2 separate regions of the Mus musculus genome follow, and region 2 is linked to region 1. The links are chromatin contacts, called in public Hi-C maps. All regions are on one chromosome and are shown on one strand. Each heading gives the region's core, a stretch centred on a gene start, on an enhancer-like site or on the middle of the called end of the contact. The rest is flanking DNA. Distances are from core to core; before and after follow the strand shown. Region 1 overlaps Spring1 (SREBF pathway regulator in golgi 1). Region 2 overlaps Med13l (mediator complex subunit 13-like).

What was found. Hi-C and Micro-C count contacts between places; a contact is called where the count stands out from the background.
Region 2: a contact with region 1 is called in a Hi-C map of bone marrow-derived macrophages, with 20 read pairs. The contact joins two enhancer-like sites. A contact is called at or near these places in 12 of 39 promoter capture datasets (the C10 cell line, the HPC-7 cell line, cranial neural crest and 9 more), 2 of 15 datasets of contacts at CTCF or cohesin (CD8 T cells and large pre-B cells), 4 of 484 Hi-C or Micro-C datasets (B cells, bone marrow-derived macrophages, forebrain and 1 more), 11 of 115 datasets of contacts at active chromatin or transcription factors (the NIH/3T3 cell line, T-cell acute lymphoblastic leukemia, astrocytes and 8 more) and 2 of 9 other capture datasets (adipose tissue and embryonic stem cells).

The regions. Positions count from the first base shown.
Region 1 is chr5:118,255,766-118,263,346 of GRCm38.p6, reverse strand. Spring1 (SREBF pathway regulator in golgi 1) reads right to left here. Exons shown (of 5, transcript NM_001081236.1): 2 at 7,521-7,581; 3 at 4,220-4,371; 4 at 3,859-3,972; 5 at 233-2,247. The coding sequence ends at 2,164. Among named protein-coding and RNA genes, the nearest start is that of Gm25076, 6.9 kb to the left of the region's middle. Within about 2 kb of position 3,541, at least 38 of the 459 cell types and tissues checked have an H3K27ac peak or open chromatin away from gene starts, as enhancers often do. A contact at or near this core is called in bone marrow-derived macrophages and hematopoietic stem and progenitor cells, where this site is marked.
Region 2 is chr5:118,609,454-118,617,034 of GRCm38.p6, reverse strand. All of the region lies in intron 2 of Med13l (mediator complex subunit 13-like), which reads right to left. Among named protein-coding and RNA genes, the nearest start is that of Med13l, 53 kb to the right of the region's middle. Within about 2 kb of position 3,119, at least 135 of the 459 cell types and tissues checked have an H3K27ac peak or open chromatin away from gene starts, as enhancers often do. A contact at or near this core is called in bone marrow-derived macrophages and hematopoietic stem and progenitor cells, where this site is marked.

The sequences.
Region 1 (7,581 bases), core at 2,292-4,791:
CTTGAGTCTTGTACACAAAACTAACTACAGCCTCTGATCCTAGGAACCCATCAAGGGAGCTCAAACACAACCTTTCAAGGAAGGTGGGCAGGGGCCCTTCACTGGCCAGTGCCACACTTGTCTGAAATCCTGAGAATTTCTAAAGACACACACACACACACACACACACACACACACACACACACACACACCCCTACTTGATTAAAGCACAAAACCACATTCCACAGCCACAGCCAATTTGAAAGTGACATTCGTGTTACAGACTTGGAGTGGATATAGACGACCACTCTGCCCTCTCCTGTCTGGGATAATGGAAGGCCATCTGCTCTTAGGGGGAGACGGTATGGAGGTGATTCTGCACTAGAGGACATGGGGGTGGGATTCAAGACAAGTTCCTGTGTGGGTCTGTTCATTCTGTCTTGGCTGTGGCTCTGGAGGGCCTGTCTCTTGCAATGTCCTCATCAATTGAGTGAAGCACGAGCAGACTGGATTCTTGATCATGACGGCACAGACTATAAACTCACAAACGCACACAGCATGCGTTTCTGGTGCCAAGCCGGGGAGAGCTGGCAACAGATGTGACTGCTCATACTAAAACTTGGGTCAACACTCTAAATATGACCAATGCCACTGGCAACCAAGGGTGGACTCCTCCCAGGGCAGGAGAGTCAGGAGTTTAAGGCTGGTGTCAAACGCATATAGCACATGTCAGAACGTGCCAGAACATTCCAGGATGTGCCAGAACGTGCAGGATCACCCAGTTCTTCTATCAAGTTTGAGTCAACACACCGTGAAGTCCAGAGCAAACAGAAGAGAATCACTGGCATCTAACACTAAAAATCAACTCCCTGGCCAGGGCCGTGGCTCAGGAACAGCAAGTTTGCCAATCCCACACAAAGTCCTGGGTTCGATCCCAGCATGGCAAGACAGAACAAGGGAGCAACTGACAGTCAGTTTGTCCTTCTGTAGAGCTGAGAGAATACAAATCCGATGTGAACAGCAAGAGGAAGCAGGAGGGAGCAGAGGGAAATTCCATCCTGACGGTACAAAGAGCTGTGTTCCATGTGGCCCCGATAGGAAATCTTGAGACTCGCGGCCCGTCCATCCCAGGTCAACCTGAACCAAAACCACAAAACACCGTGGTCCACTGGAAGGGTGGGTCAAAGGTCTTGGGAGGAAGTGTGTGCTAAAGGCTGGCCTGTAAACAGGACAGGAGAGTACGGGAGGAGGTGTCTTGACCTTAGGCTTCAAACCTCCGTTTCAGTCGCTGGTAACAACTGTCCTGTGAGCACTGGACATGGACCTGCCTTTGGGACGCTCCCTAGACTGTGGCTACCACATTCGTCTCCCACTGATGGTGGATGTGAAACTTGCGACAGATTGGACTAAGAGCTGGGGCTTTTCTTTATAAATGCCACCGGGCGTGGAGAGCAGCCAAGAATGAATGGCCACTGTGCATGCACACAGTCGCAGTCCCCCTAGCCTCTGTGACAGACAAGGGAAGGGCTCCCCTGCCCTGAGGATGAGGGGTTTCAAGGAGACACAGCAAACTCCACTGGGAGAGTCAGCCTGGGATTCAGGCTTCCTGTCTACCATTTCAGTATATGAGCACACTGAGGCAGCTCTATGAAGGCTCAGTGGGGACCAGCACCTCCCTGAGGCTTCAGATACCCCTGAATGTTGGGGTATGGATACAAGGGCCTGCTGGTCAGATGTTAAAACAGAACCACAACTGAGTCTGTACACCCGCACTCCCAGAGACTAACTTTCATCCGGTGAAGGAGCATGCACGCACATCCATGCGACGCTCAGGAAATGAGAGCAACGGTCACCTCCTCCAATGTATTCATCTGGACAGGCAGAGGTGTCCTGCACCAAAAAAATTAAAAAATGACCGTACCTTCCACCACTCTGAAAAGTCAATAAATAACTACAAGGTAGGAGCAAAACAGAAGCAAGTGCCTGGCCTCTGACCAGCAGTCCCAGGGGCCTGCAAGGTGCCAGGACCTCATCCAGCCTGCTCTACAGAACAGCTCCGCCCATCAGCTCCAGCTGTCGGTGAGGGAGCTGGAGACACCCAAAGCCACAAGGACCCTTGTGTGGCTTTCTCCTTCTTTACTCCAGTGGACCAGCCTGGTTCTGGGTGTGTATCTCCGTCAGGCCTCACGCCGGGAAGAGTTCAGGCGGGCTCTCTCCATAGCAGTACTTGGCTATGGGGTCACGGTACGTGTTCTCGTGTTGCACACTCTGTTGGCGAAGGAAGACAGGGGTGTGTTAGAGAGGGTCAGCTGCAGTGACAGCCACAGTCCCTGCCAGACCTCTAGCATGCCTAGAAGGTACTATTCTAGCATGACGTAGGATATTGTTGGCTCTGAGTGCCACCAAATAGATAGGACATCCCTGTGCCATTTCTTCTTCTGCCCACCAGGGAGCTTCTCAACAGGCGCACTGCGGGCTGCAGATTCTGAGACTGCTCCATCCATCCGAAAAGAGCAGATGGGATGGCCAGGGCTAACACAGTGCTTGCTCCCAAGTCTGAGAGCCTCAGCTCCATCTCCAGGACCCACAGAGGAGAACGAGAAGCGAGCTGCTGTTCTCTGACCTCCCGTGCACATGGTGGCGTGTCCCGGCCACAATAGTAAATATGAAGAGAACAGACAAACAAAATCAATCTGAAACAGACAAGGAGATACGGTGGAGCAGCGAGATCGGCCGCTGACCCTGTGGTTGGACAGACCCAGTCCCTGGCGGAGTCCTGACACGTCAAAATGCAGTCAGGCCCTAAGGGCCTGTGCACAAGTCAAGCATCCACCCCAAGAGTGCCCTGGCTGGGCACAGCAAGTGAGGTTGAGCCCAGATGATGTCCCGTCCCCACCCCTCTTGACAGATCCCCCCGCCCCCAGCAATTTCTTCTCATACAAACAATTTGAGGCTTTGGCTGGTCTAGAGCTCATTAATTATCCCCTACCAAAGCCATACATCCATATTAATTCCACCTAAGAGATTCGCAGCCTGGGCTCTGGGCACTCGAACCAAGTGGCCATTGAGAACTATCTCTATTTGCACAAGAGGAAGTGACTTGCGGCTTGGACAGCGGCAGGAACCTCCCTAGTCAGTTCCCTTTGCCAGGGTGGGTCAGGAAGAGCAAGTGACCCGACTTCCTTTCCCGCCCACTCACCTGAGAAGCCCCCTCCTCATGGAGACCAGTGGAATTTCACATTCTCTCCGCTCCCTCTATCCTGTCCCAGAGATGGGAAGGGGGATTAACGAGCACAAAGCCGGAGTGTATCCTAGAAGGGTGTGCTTGTGTAAGAGACGTGTGGTTGTCTGAGAAAGGGCAGAGACAAGCGCTTAGCCAGAAAGACTGGGTAGGCAAGATGGCTTAGCCTGAAAGGTGCTGGCTGCCAATGCTTGGTCCTCGAGATATACATTGGTGTAGACAGAGAACAGACTCTCACAAGTTGTCCTCTGACTTGTGTCTGTGGCTCTGAGCCCAGAATAAACGGAAAAGGGAAGATAAACAGAGATGGGGTTGGTGATGGTGGCAGAGGCCCTCCAGCGCACTCCCTGCTATGAGAACAGACAGTCAATGGCAGGCAGTGTGTGCCCACCCTAGAAGCCTCAGATATATCCATGTGCCTGACTCTCCTATCCCCTTGGATCCTAATTCGAACCACAACTCTGCCCTAGAGCAAGTACTACTGCCTCCTCTCAATGGCTGGTACTGGATCTAACTCTCTCACCCCCTAACACAGCAGAACGTCAATGAAGCCCCTTTCCTCCCTGGCTCTACCCAGATCGGTCAGCTAGGGTTCTCCAGCTCTGTCTCTCTCTTCCATCCCCAGCACCACTTCTGACCTGGGAGGAGGTCCTGCATTTAGCCAAGCACAGTTCGAAGTGGTCTTCAACTGCCATGAAGAGGTTCTGGAAGGCCACAGCTGCCCGGTTGAGGAAGCGCTCCAGGAGAAGTTGCTATGGAAACAAGGCATTTGGTATTAGTAAGTGCTGGCCGAGCTGGCCCACAGGGAGGGCAAGGAGCCAGGTCTCTCTCATTCACCAGATACCTAGTTAGCAATAGCATTGTCCTCTCTGCAGAAGGAACTGTGAGGCAGGGAGACCAGCTCCTCCCTCGGGAGAGGCCACTGCACCATCAGAACACTGCAGGAGATGCCTAGCTACCCCCCTAAAATGCACAGAACACAAGGGATGGGACCCGTACCTTGCTGGGCTGCAGGCAGCAGGAGACGCAGTACTCGTAGGCTTCACAGCAGCCATTGGCCAGGCACCCATCACAGCAGTACTGCTTTGTGCTGGGGACGCTGACGTCGCAACAGCCATTCGCCAGCAGGTCCTTCCTCTCGCAGACATAGCCTGAAACCAGAGGCAGAGCTCAGCGGGAAGCTAGCCACCTGTGTTCCCTCTGAGGATGAAGAACTGCACAGGAAGAAGGCAGGCAGGAGCCAGGGCACCCTGAGCATCAGGACCAGACATGGAAACGTGTCTAGGGCTGGCTTCACCTGGGCAGAGGATGACGGGAAGTTGGACCCCTCAGTCATCGATAGATCTGAGTTGTTACCACGCTCCGCCCCTTTCCAGTCTACTGCTTGAGTGTGAGCTTCTTGCCAGACCATGCCCTGTCTGTGCAGCTGGGATGCTAATGGAAGCACGCAGCCTTTCACCTGGGCTTTAACAAAACAGTCCAAGACAGGAAACGAGGCACCCATTCACAAAAACAAGTGCCTTGCGGATTTAAAAAGCAAACATGTGGCTTTTGATGGCTCGTGGCTGTTGTGGTCATTTGAAGGGGCTGCTAAAACAGGAGGCCACAGTCAACCTTCGTGACTCTGCTTCCGGTGTTTGCATACCAACAGGGGGAGACACAACCACAAGCACCCCCCTAGAATTAGGGGTGTTCTCAAATCCTCAAAAGAGAGAAAAACCTAATTCGCTCCACAACTGTGAAACTGCATCACGTAGATATGTGCACATCGAGCGCCATGTCAGTCAGGCTCCCTCACTGAGACTACTTAACTGCTCAGGGCTTCTAGGCAGACTGTTCCCTGCACTGTGAGGAACAGGACAGAAAAATATGTAAGTCTATGAGGGCCACCACCCAACCTCGAACACGCCCCCAGTGGCCATTTAGGTCCTCAGGTATGTGTGCATGTGAGAGAGCCTCAGGTGTATGGGGAGGTGCGGCGGGGGCGGGGGGGGGGGGGGATCAGGTGTGTATGGACCCTCGGGTGTATGCAGGAGCCCTCTGGTGTGTGTGTATGTACCCTAAGGTGTGTGCAGGGGCCTTCTGTTAAGAATGGGGGGCCCCTCGGGTGTGTGCAGAGGCTCTCAGGTGTATGTGTGTGTGTAGACCCTAAGGTGTGTGCAGAGGCCTTCTGGTGAATATGGGGGGCCCCTCGGGTGTGTGCAGGGGCCCGCAGCTGTGCAGCAGCTGTTCCCAACCAGCCAGTCTGAGCACCCCAGCTCTGTCCTCAAGAGAACAAGGCTGGCGGAGGATGACTTGTTTTTTAGAGCTGCTCTGGAAAACAAGGTCTGTGTGGGAGCTGGCAGAACACTGGCGATCGGGGACACCAGAGGGCCCTCAATACTTGGGAGACCAGGGGAGACGCCAACCTCTCCCAGTGCAGGGAAAGGCTGGCGTCTGTTGTTTCTGCTGCTGCTGCTGCTGCTGCTGCATCTCACGGGTAGTGATGAACATTCTGATGTCCTGGTAAACACTTCCTTCCCAGATGCCCTGACTCACGCTGTTGACAAGGCTTCTAAACAGAATTCCCAGAGAGCCCGTGCGTTCCTCAGGATTCTACCCTGGATGAGAGCAACACAGCAACTCCGTCTGTGTCAAGAATACTGTGCACCCCAATAACACCAGCTGACACTAACACCCCGATATCACCCACTGACACTCACTGTCCTTTCCTTTGGGAAGCTGGAAGCTGACATCTCAGGCCTGGTCCTACCGTTACCAACTCCCAGATCTCGGCTTTGAACTCTGGTACTCACCTCTCCATGACCAGGTCTAATCTCTGGGAAGAGAGAGCAAGCTCACCCAGGCCTCTCTCCCCATGTGTCATGCAAAAATTACCTTTTACTTTCTGAAGTCATCCTTATGTTTAATTGGATGTGTGAGTACATGTGAGTGCAGATTCCTGCAGAGGCCAGAAGAGGGAGCTGCCTGTCCTGGATGCCGGGACTCAAAACCAGGTCCTCTGGAAAGAGCAGTCAGTGCTCTTGGCCACACACCCATTTCTCCAACCTTTCTTATCTGATACACACACACAAACACACACACACACGCACACACACATCATACATAGAACTGGGTCATCATGATGTTTCAAAACACATATACACCAGCCGGTGTGGTGGCTCATGCCTTGAATCCCAGCGCCCAGGAGAGATGGGCATATCTCTCTGAGTTCGAGGTCAGCCTGGTCGACAGAGCGAGCCCCAGTACAGCCAGGGCCCCACAGAGAAAGCCTGTGGTGCGTACCAGCTCTAAGGATGTTATTCTTACCAAGTCCTGGGAGACCAGGGCAGGCAAATGTGTTGGTCTTGCCTGGGAAATTAACTTCCAGCTTTTGAAAAGTTTGTGACTCTAATTGGCTATCTTGTTTAACAGTGCTGTTACCCTGGCGACACGGTGGCATCTCGTTGCTAAACAGCATCAACAGTTGCAAGTTTTCTTTATTAAACCACTTCCCCCATATTTATAATGGCAAAGTAAAACCTGCTGCCCTTGTGGGATTTTTATTGATTAAGAAGCTGAAGGAGTGTGAGTCTTTGTCTGACCTAAATTAACAATTTGTAGCTATAGCTATGATAAAAACTGCCATCTAACACTAAAACAGCCTGTTGTCCTCTGACTGCCACATACATGACATGGTGTAACAGACACACACACACACACAAACACAGAAACACAGACATACACAGACACACACACACACAGACACATAAACACATAGACACAGACAGACAGACATACATATATACATAGAGACCACACACAAACACACACAGACACACACACACATACACACACAAACACAGACACAGAGAGACACACACATACACACACATATACACAGACTACACACACACAGAGACACACACAGACACACATATACACAAGACACACATATCACACACAGACACACATATACACACAGACACACATATCACACACAGACATACACATACATACACACACACACACACACACACACACACCAATTAGAGAGACAAGATGAGGAACCCCATGCCTGTGCCTGGTAGGCGGTGGCCTGGCTCTGAGGCTAAGGCTGGTGCTGTAGGCAGAGGGAAATGCTAGGAGTCTGGGTGTTCAGCCAAGCCTCCCAGATGCTGCAGGGAGCCTGGGATGGAGAGGAGAGTGTGAAAGACAGACAGGGAAATCCCTGAAGACTAGCAAGAAGGGCAAAAGCACTGGGAGGGAAGGCTATCAAACCCAGAGTCTCTGCACCTTGAGTGCAGGGAGGGAGACATACCCAGCTCATCAGTGAGGAGGTGTTTTCCTTGGACAGAGTTCCGGCACTGGTTGCTGGGTCG
Region 2 (7,581 bases), core at 1,870-4,369, 350 kb before region 1:
ACTCTCTCAATTCATAATGTATTGATGCTCTCAAAATCAATAATGGGGCCTGGGAAATGACCCAGTGGATGTAATGCTTGCTGCACAAGCATGAAGACCTGAGTCTGGATCCCAACCCATGTAAACTTCCATGTGCCAGTGTAGACCTGGTTCTCAGTGCTAGGGAATGGCAGGGACAAGCAGATCCTGGGGACTCTTGACCAGCCAGTATTCAATGAGAGAGCTCTGTCTCAAAACTAAGGTGGTAAGTGGTAAAAGGGGGTAGCCAGTCAGACTCTGGTCTCCCAGGTAAATGCAACACCCAGCCCAAGCACACATGTACACAAACATGAATGCACACATGTGTGCACACACACACACCTACCTACCTCTCTTTCTTTAAAGTCAGTGGTATAAAATGAAGCATTCAATTGAAACTTGTCAGTTTCAAACTGAGGGCACAAAAATCTAAGCTTAATAAAAAGTATTAGAGCATCAAAAACAAAAAGACAAATTATTTTAAATCACTTAGGGACTACCACAGAGAAAACAAAGGAGATAAAATGCACCCGAACTATTAATAACTTTTATCTTGCCTCAAATCATATTCATTTTCTCAGTTAAGACAACAATTAGAAAAGATAGTTTAAATATGTCAAAATAGTTACATTCAGAATGTTAGGAGGCAATTAAATGGTTACTTTTTCAAAGGTCTATCCTCACTAACATACTTCTACTAACTGAAGCAAGCAGCACTGAGCTGGAGAGATGGCTCCGTGGCTAAGAGCCCTGGCTGTTCTTGCACAGGACCAGGGTTGAATTCCCAGCACCCACATGATGCTAGCCAAAACCACCTGTCACTCCAGCTCCAATGGCTCCAACACCTTTGTCTGGCCTCCACAGACACAGCACACACAAAGTGAACACCAATTCACACAGGCAGACATGCAGACACATAAACAAAAAAAAAACATATTAAAATCTTAGGAAGAAAGACAAGCAGACTATACTCAACTCACAGGTATATGAGGCAGAGGCAGCTTCAACTCCTATGTGTGCAAACTACTCCACCCTGGCCTTAGACAGACTGACAGGGACTTGTCTCAGAAGCAACACCACCTCGGCCTTAGATAGTCAGACAGACAGACAGACAGACAGACAGACAGACAGACAGGCACTTGTCTCAGAAGCAATGCCACCCTGGCCTTAGACAGACAGACAGGCACTTGATTCCCAAAAGGCAGGCAGAAAAAACTGAAAGACTTCTTAACCTATTGTGCAAAACCCTGTGAAGTGTTGTCATACTTCAACTCTTCTGGTAATTGTATCAGCCATGTGTTAAAGATAAATGTAAGCAAGCTTAACGTCTACTTGGTCAATTTTTAAAATAATCAAAAGAAAGCTCGAAACCAAATGTATGCACAAACGTAGAAATAGCAGAAATGAAACCCCCAGTTAGTCTTCGTAAGCATATGTCAAAAGGGCAACAGAACCGGCCACTTTCTCCATGCACAGCTCCTGTCTCTGACCCTGGAGACCTTATCTAGGAACCTGGGATGTAGAAGGGACAAGAGTTCTTCAAAGGTCACAGCTGCCCTAGAGAGGTAAAAAGATCGAGACTCTGCATCTCTAGGGGCCATGACAACAACTTAAGAAACCTCAGTCTTCAGACAAATAAGCAACATATTTCTATTCTTCAGTGCCAAGAGGGTGCTTTTACGTATTGATTTAAAGCAGTGCCTCTTCTCAGCGTGACTGCTAGCTACAGGCTCGGCTTTAAGCATAAACACCACAGGTCTTCACAGTAGTTTGTTGTTTTAAAAGTCACTTAAAATACAGCACCTAATTATTTTCAGTATTTCTACCAAAACGCTCTCAAGAATGCTACCTAAATGCCTTGTTAAATCTAGTCAAGATGAAGAGGTAAAAGCAAGAGAGAAGGGCTGGAGAGATGGCTCAGCAGTTACCAACATTGGCTGCTCCTCCAGAGCACCCAAGGTTCAATTCCCAGCACCTACAACTCTCTACCTGTAACTCTCTTTCCAGAGGATCTGACACCTCATGCACATGTACAGTAGGCAAAAAAAAAAAAAAAAAAAAAAAAAAAGGTAGAAATTTTTCAGAAAAACATAGTTCCTAAAACCCAGTTCCTTACAATCTCCCAACACCAACCCTCTTCCCTGGAGGTGGAAGTCAGGGAAGCCCTGGGAAGACCCAGGGTACCACAACTGAGGCTCCTGAGGGGGAAGAATGAGAGCCAGGAGCTGCCAAGAGCGCACAGCAGAAAGGCAGGAAGTGAGGAGTGCAAAACATCAACAAGCTCTTTAGCCTTTGAACTATCTGAAAAGCTCAAGTGTCTGGAATAGAGGAAGTAGGAGTATTACCGGGGCTTCCTTTCCATCAAGCTCAAAGAAAGACAGTTGACAAACAAGAAATGGAAAAAGTCTCAGAAGTACCTGAAAATACCATGTTTAGTAGTCCTAAAATATAAAACCCCCTGGCTGAAGCTGTCTGCAGAGGTACTTAATACAAAGCCACCTGCCCGGCCGTCCAAATGACCTCTGCAGTGTCTCAGCCTTAGTGCAGAATGGTAACTCAGTGCCCTGTCAGAACCAACTGCACAGAAGGAACGCTTTCCATCCTTGAGCAGTGGCCTGCCCAGGCTCCCTCCCTCCATCACACTGAGCTCAGTGGGCAGAGGCAGAGCAGCCTCTCTCCAAGAGCACCGGGAGCACCACGTGCTGCCCAGCTATCTGTAACTGCCAGCAGCCCCGGGCTCCTTGCCATAAAGACTCCATCTCTTTGTCCATTCTTCAGCCCTTAGCACAGGCCCTATTCCATTTCCACCAGAGGGATGCTCTTCTGGGACAAAAAAAAAAAAAAAAAAAGGAGCTTTAACTGCTTCAAAAACAGCTCTTAGCAGCCGCCGCTGGCTGGAGTTAGAGAGCAACCTTGGGGGTGTTTAATGTAAGGAGTCTAACACTTTAAATTGGCATTTACCACGCAGAAATCCACCCTCTTTTACAGAAAGCCTAAAAACATTATCATGCTCACATGAAAATACTCACAGACACCTCTGAAAGCACGAGTCACACACATAACAAACAGCCTGCTGCCTGACCTGGCACCTGGCAAGGGACCAAAACAGGACCAGTATGGCAGTCACTCTTCTTCCCAGGAACCTAACAAAGTTTTACTCACTGTAGAGGGTGAGCAAGTGTGTGTGTGTGTGTGTGTGTGTGTGTGTGTGTGTGTCTCCTTGGGTCTGCACTGTAGCATCACAGCCTGGCCTCAACCTCACAGGATTTACAGCACACCCCATGTCTGCCTCCCTGGGCCCAGCTTCTCTTTGAAGGTGCTGAGGTCTGCTCTCACAGACCTTCTGTCACCCAGGATAAACTGCTGGGCCCATCACTGCACACCGAGGCTACTCACAGGGGAGAGGGGGAGTGTGAATTAGGAAGTATCAAGAACATCAGATACTGTTGACATTACTTAGGGCTTAACACGTATCTCTGGGTTCCCACCACCTTGCGTGCCCAACAGCTCCTCCACACCAACAGGACTTCGCAGGGCAGGGCTCACGAGGAGCCTTCAGCTGCAGCTCCTAACCCCTGTCCTACACACAGCATGGAAAGCCTGGAGAGTAACGCTGTGCAGGGCTAGCTCAGGAAGGGAGCAGTGAGTCACGGCGTGGCTTTGGATAATACGGGTAGAGGCAAGAAGGAGCCTAGGAAAGCTAAGTCACAGTCAGTGAGAGGGAGGGAAACCACAGGAAGCTGAAGCTTAGTCCTTAACGTCTACATCCACACCCATCCCATGGGGGACACACCTAGAAACACAAAAAGTCATCTAACTCCTGCTTAGGTCTGGGGGTGAGTCTACTACGCCTTGGTCTGGCACTCTCTTCTCTGTGTTCCTTCTCTCTGTGGAAGGATCCACTGGCCACCAGTGAGTCACTGTATCCATCCCCTGCCCCCTCCTGCGTCGGTCGGAGGTGTTTACAGCAGTGGACTGGCTCTTGTTCTACAGCACTAACCAGAGAACCTTGCTACTATGGGCAGGAAAAGCAACTTTAATTTTAATAGAACAAGCCTACCCTCGGCCATTTCTGCTTAAGAAAATGGGCAGAAGGGTTGCTATGCGTGAGAACATCAGGCATCTACCTTCTGCCCACGCCCTCATCTGCAAGAAGCAGCAGACACCCTGTCCTGCTTGAAGTAATGGGGAAGAAGACACAGACAACACACGGTTAAGGGCTGGAGAGATGGCTCACAGACTTGAAGCTGAAAGTACTTGATGCTCTTGCAAAGGACCTGGGTTTAGTTCCCAGCACTCACATAGTAGGTCACTGCCATCTGAGTTGCAGTTTCAGGGAAGCCAAAGCCTTCTGGCCTGCATGGGCACCAGGCATGGACATGCACACAGACATACAAGAGGAGCGCTCGTGGAATGCCACTTGTCCTTTGGCTCCTTTGTCTTTTCTTTTTTTCTCCTTTCGTGTCCTTCTCAGACCAGGAAAATGGCATATTGGCTGACTCTCAGTATTTCTAAAGCACTTTTCTACTTTAAATTAAAAACAATTTAGGGGTTAAATACAGCAGCAGATTCCTTTAAATAATTCCAACACTTGGGAGATGGGGGCAGGAGGATCAAGGCCAGTCTCAGCTACAGAGTAAGTTCCAGACCAGCCTGGACTACATAACACTCTGTCTGAAAATGTGCGGTGGAGGTTGGGGGCTCGGAGGATGGGACACAAAATGCCTTAACCAGTAAAGATGGTTGCCATCAAGCAGGCCTCACACTTGACTTCAGTCCCCAGGACCCACATGGTGGGAGGGGAAAACTGACGCTGCAGGTTGTCCTTTGGCTTCTCAATAAGAGAAGGCACCAGAGTAACAAGCAGTTACCACACAAAAGTGAGTCTGTGTGAATCACACGTTCAAAGAAAGCAACCACCACCACCACCACCACCACCACCACCACCACCACCACCACGAAGCATGAGTTGCTTTAAGCACCACAGAATGGCTAAAATAGGTGAGCCAGAGAGTTACTCTTTATTTTAAGGCTCTGATTCCACATCAGACCAGCTCTGCAGAGACCTGCACTGAGGAGCTATCTCACTGCTGTTTAAAAAACACCAAAGCTAGCCTTAAGCCGCAGGTGAGCCTCCAAGACCTAGAAGTGCAATGGAGAGACAGCTCAAGAGAGCTAGAGTGCACTGAACATGTGAGCCCTACCCCACACCCGCTGCCGTGCAGAAGCCTCCAGACTACAATACAACAAAATCATCATACAAAGTTTAGCAATCACGCGTGTCAAATAAAAAACTGGCAATAGCCAAGGACCCCTAAAATGGATGTCTCTTTGATTTGAAAAAGAATTAATGGTTAAGTGGAAATAATTAAAATAGATGTAGTAACGGAGGAATAATAAAGTGCATCACGTGGAGCAACACTAGGAGAGATTTACCAGTGACCAACTGATCTGTAAACATACGCGCTGTGTGGATGGAAAGGACAGCATTGAGAGCCTGGGTGCCGTCATCAGCACACGCAACAGTGGATGCAGCACCCATGCATGGGTCTGTCTTCTGGGCTGCGGTTAGGGCTTTCTGGCAACTTAAATGGATGAATGGCATAAAAAGTCAGAGATGTTTATCTATACTACTTCTAACGAGCCTTTCTCGGGAAATAAACCATGTGATAAGAAAATGAATTACAAAAGTAATTATGTAAAGGAAAAGGCTGTGCACTATTATCAAACTGCATAAAAAAGTTACGGCATCAAAATAATGTGTCTTACCCTATTTATAAGACATAAATTCTAAACATCCGAAGTTTGAGAAACTGAGCAGATGCTGCTGCCCGCGCCATCTAATCAATTCTGTTGTAGTCCTAGAGGACAATGCAGCCATCTGATGGGTTCAGCATCAACTGCGTGAGCCAACAACGCACACAACAGCATTCTACAGAAATAATCAGTAGTTTAAAGCAGGGCATGTGCAAAATTCCTGAAATAACACATCCATAATTCACTGCCAAACTCAGATCCATTCAGAATCCGCAGAGGCAGGAGCATTGTTACAGCTCTGAAATCCATATTCAGTGAGGCTGTGTTCACAAAGTTTCATTTCAACTTCAAGGAAATAGATTACCAGAAAGGCTAAGTACTGACTCTGAGTATCTAAAATCTAACAAAGGCATCCATTCCCTGGGCCTAGGCCTTGAATACTGCCTGAGGCGCCTCTACCTGGGAAGCACACCCTCTGTCCCCAAGTGTGGCAGCTCTGTGGACAACACAAAAAGGCCATTTTGGAAGGCTGAGCTGGAGAGCACAGGGCCGTCCTGACTGCCACCAGGCGCAGGCTGTTGCCAGCCACTTCAGCTTGCAGACATGAGGCACACACACCTCGTCTCCCTCATGAGAACCCTAGTAGTGGAAAGATGCCCGGGTCCTCTTTAGTAACACAATGCCAATACCTCAGGAGAGCCCAAACTTTACTCTGTCAAAGGGGTTAGAAGTAAATGACAAGTGAGAAACTTCACCAAAATGTGGAGGAAGAATTTAGCTCCAAGAAAATAAAAGTCAAGTGGAAGCTTGCCCACAGAGCTCTGTCCTGGTGAAGGCCAGTGCTGAGCCTTTGGGCAGTGCAGCCAAGAGCTTTGCTAAAGTAAAGCTTTGCCATCTATCTATTTCTCCGTTGGACTCTATAAAGTTCTTAGGTCTCCTCACCTGCAAAGCATGGAGGGACTGAACCAGCCAGTGTCCTTCCAGCACTTGCTCTGCCTCAGCCATCATCTGTGCACATCATCACACAGGACGTGCAGGGCGTGCAGGGCTCCACTGCTCTCTGAGTGAGTACTCAGGTTTCCTCCAGGGCTCAGGCTCACTCGGTTGCAAAGCTTCTTCTGAGAAGCTTGCAAAGGAGAGTGGGGAGCTTGCCTAGCAGGCACAGGCCCTGGCTCCATCCTCAGTGCCCCCAAAACGGTACAAATATTTCTGGTGAGTAAGACATCCTGAGCAAAAATGTTACTTTATGAAGGAAAATAACATGTGGTAATAGTGTTTGCAATGTGAGACTTGGAAGGCTTCGAGCCACATCTTCCAAATGTCCGTGATGTACAGCACCACGCCTTGTGATCTGCTTCCAAAAGTCAATCTCGCTCCAAGCTTCGGCACACAGATTACGACTTTATGAAATAGGATCACCTAAATCTGTTTACTCTGAGAGAGAAGAGAACCTCCCACAACCTAATCTGCCACAAAGCACCAGTAATTCCTAGCTGATCATGAGCCCTGCAAGACCAGGTAGGGAGGAAGATGTTAAACTCCAACTGCTATCATCTAGAAGTTACTGGCTCGGAACTTCCAGGACTAAGCCTGAGTAGACTGAAGCCCCACGCCATGTGGCAATGAGCCGGAGCCTACTCTCTGTGCAGTCTCTTTCAGTGTGGATGTTCTGGTCACTAAATGACAAGCATCCCAAATCCCTTGCTTCCAATCATGTGCTCTGGACCTCAACTGCTGCCCTGGCTTTTACTAAGGCTCAGGCCTCGGTCCCTACCAGCAGCTCCTTCAGCAGCCACTGTTCACTCT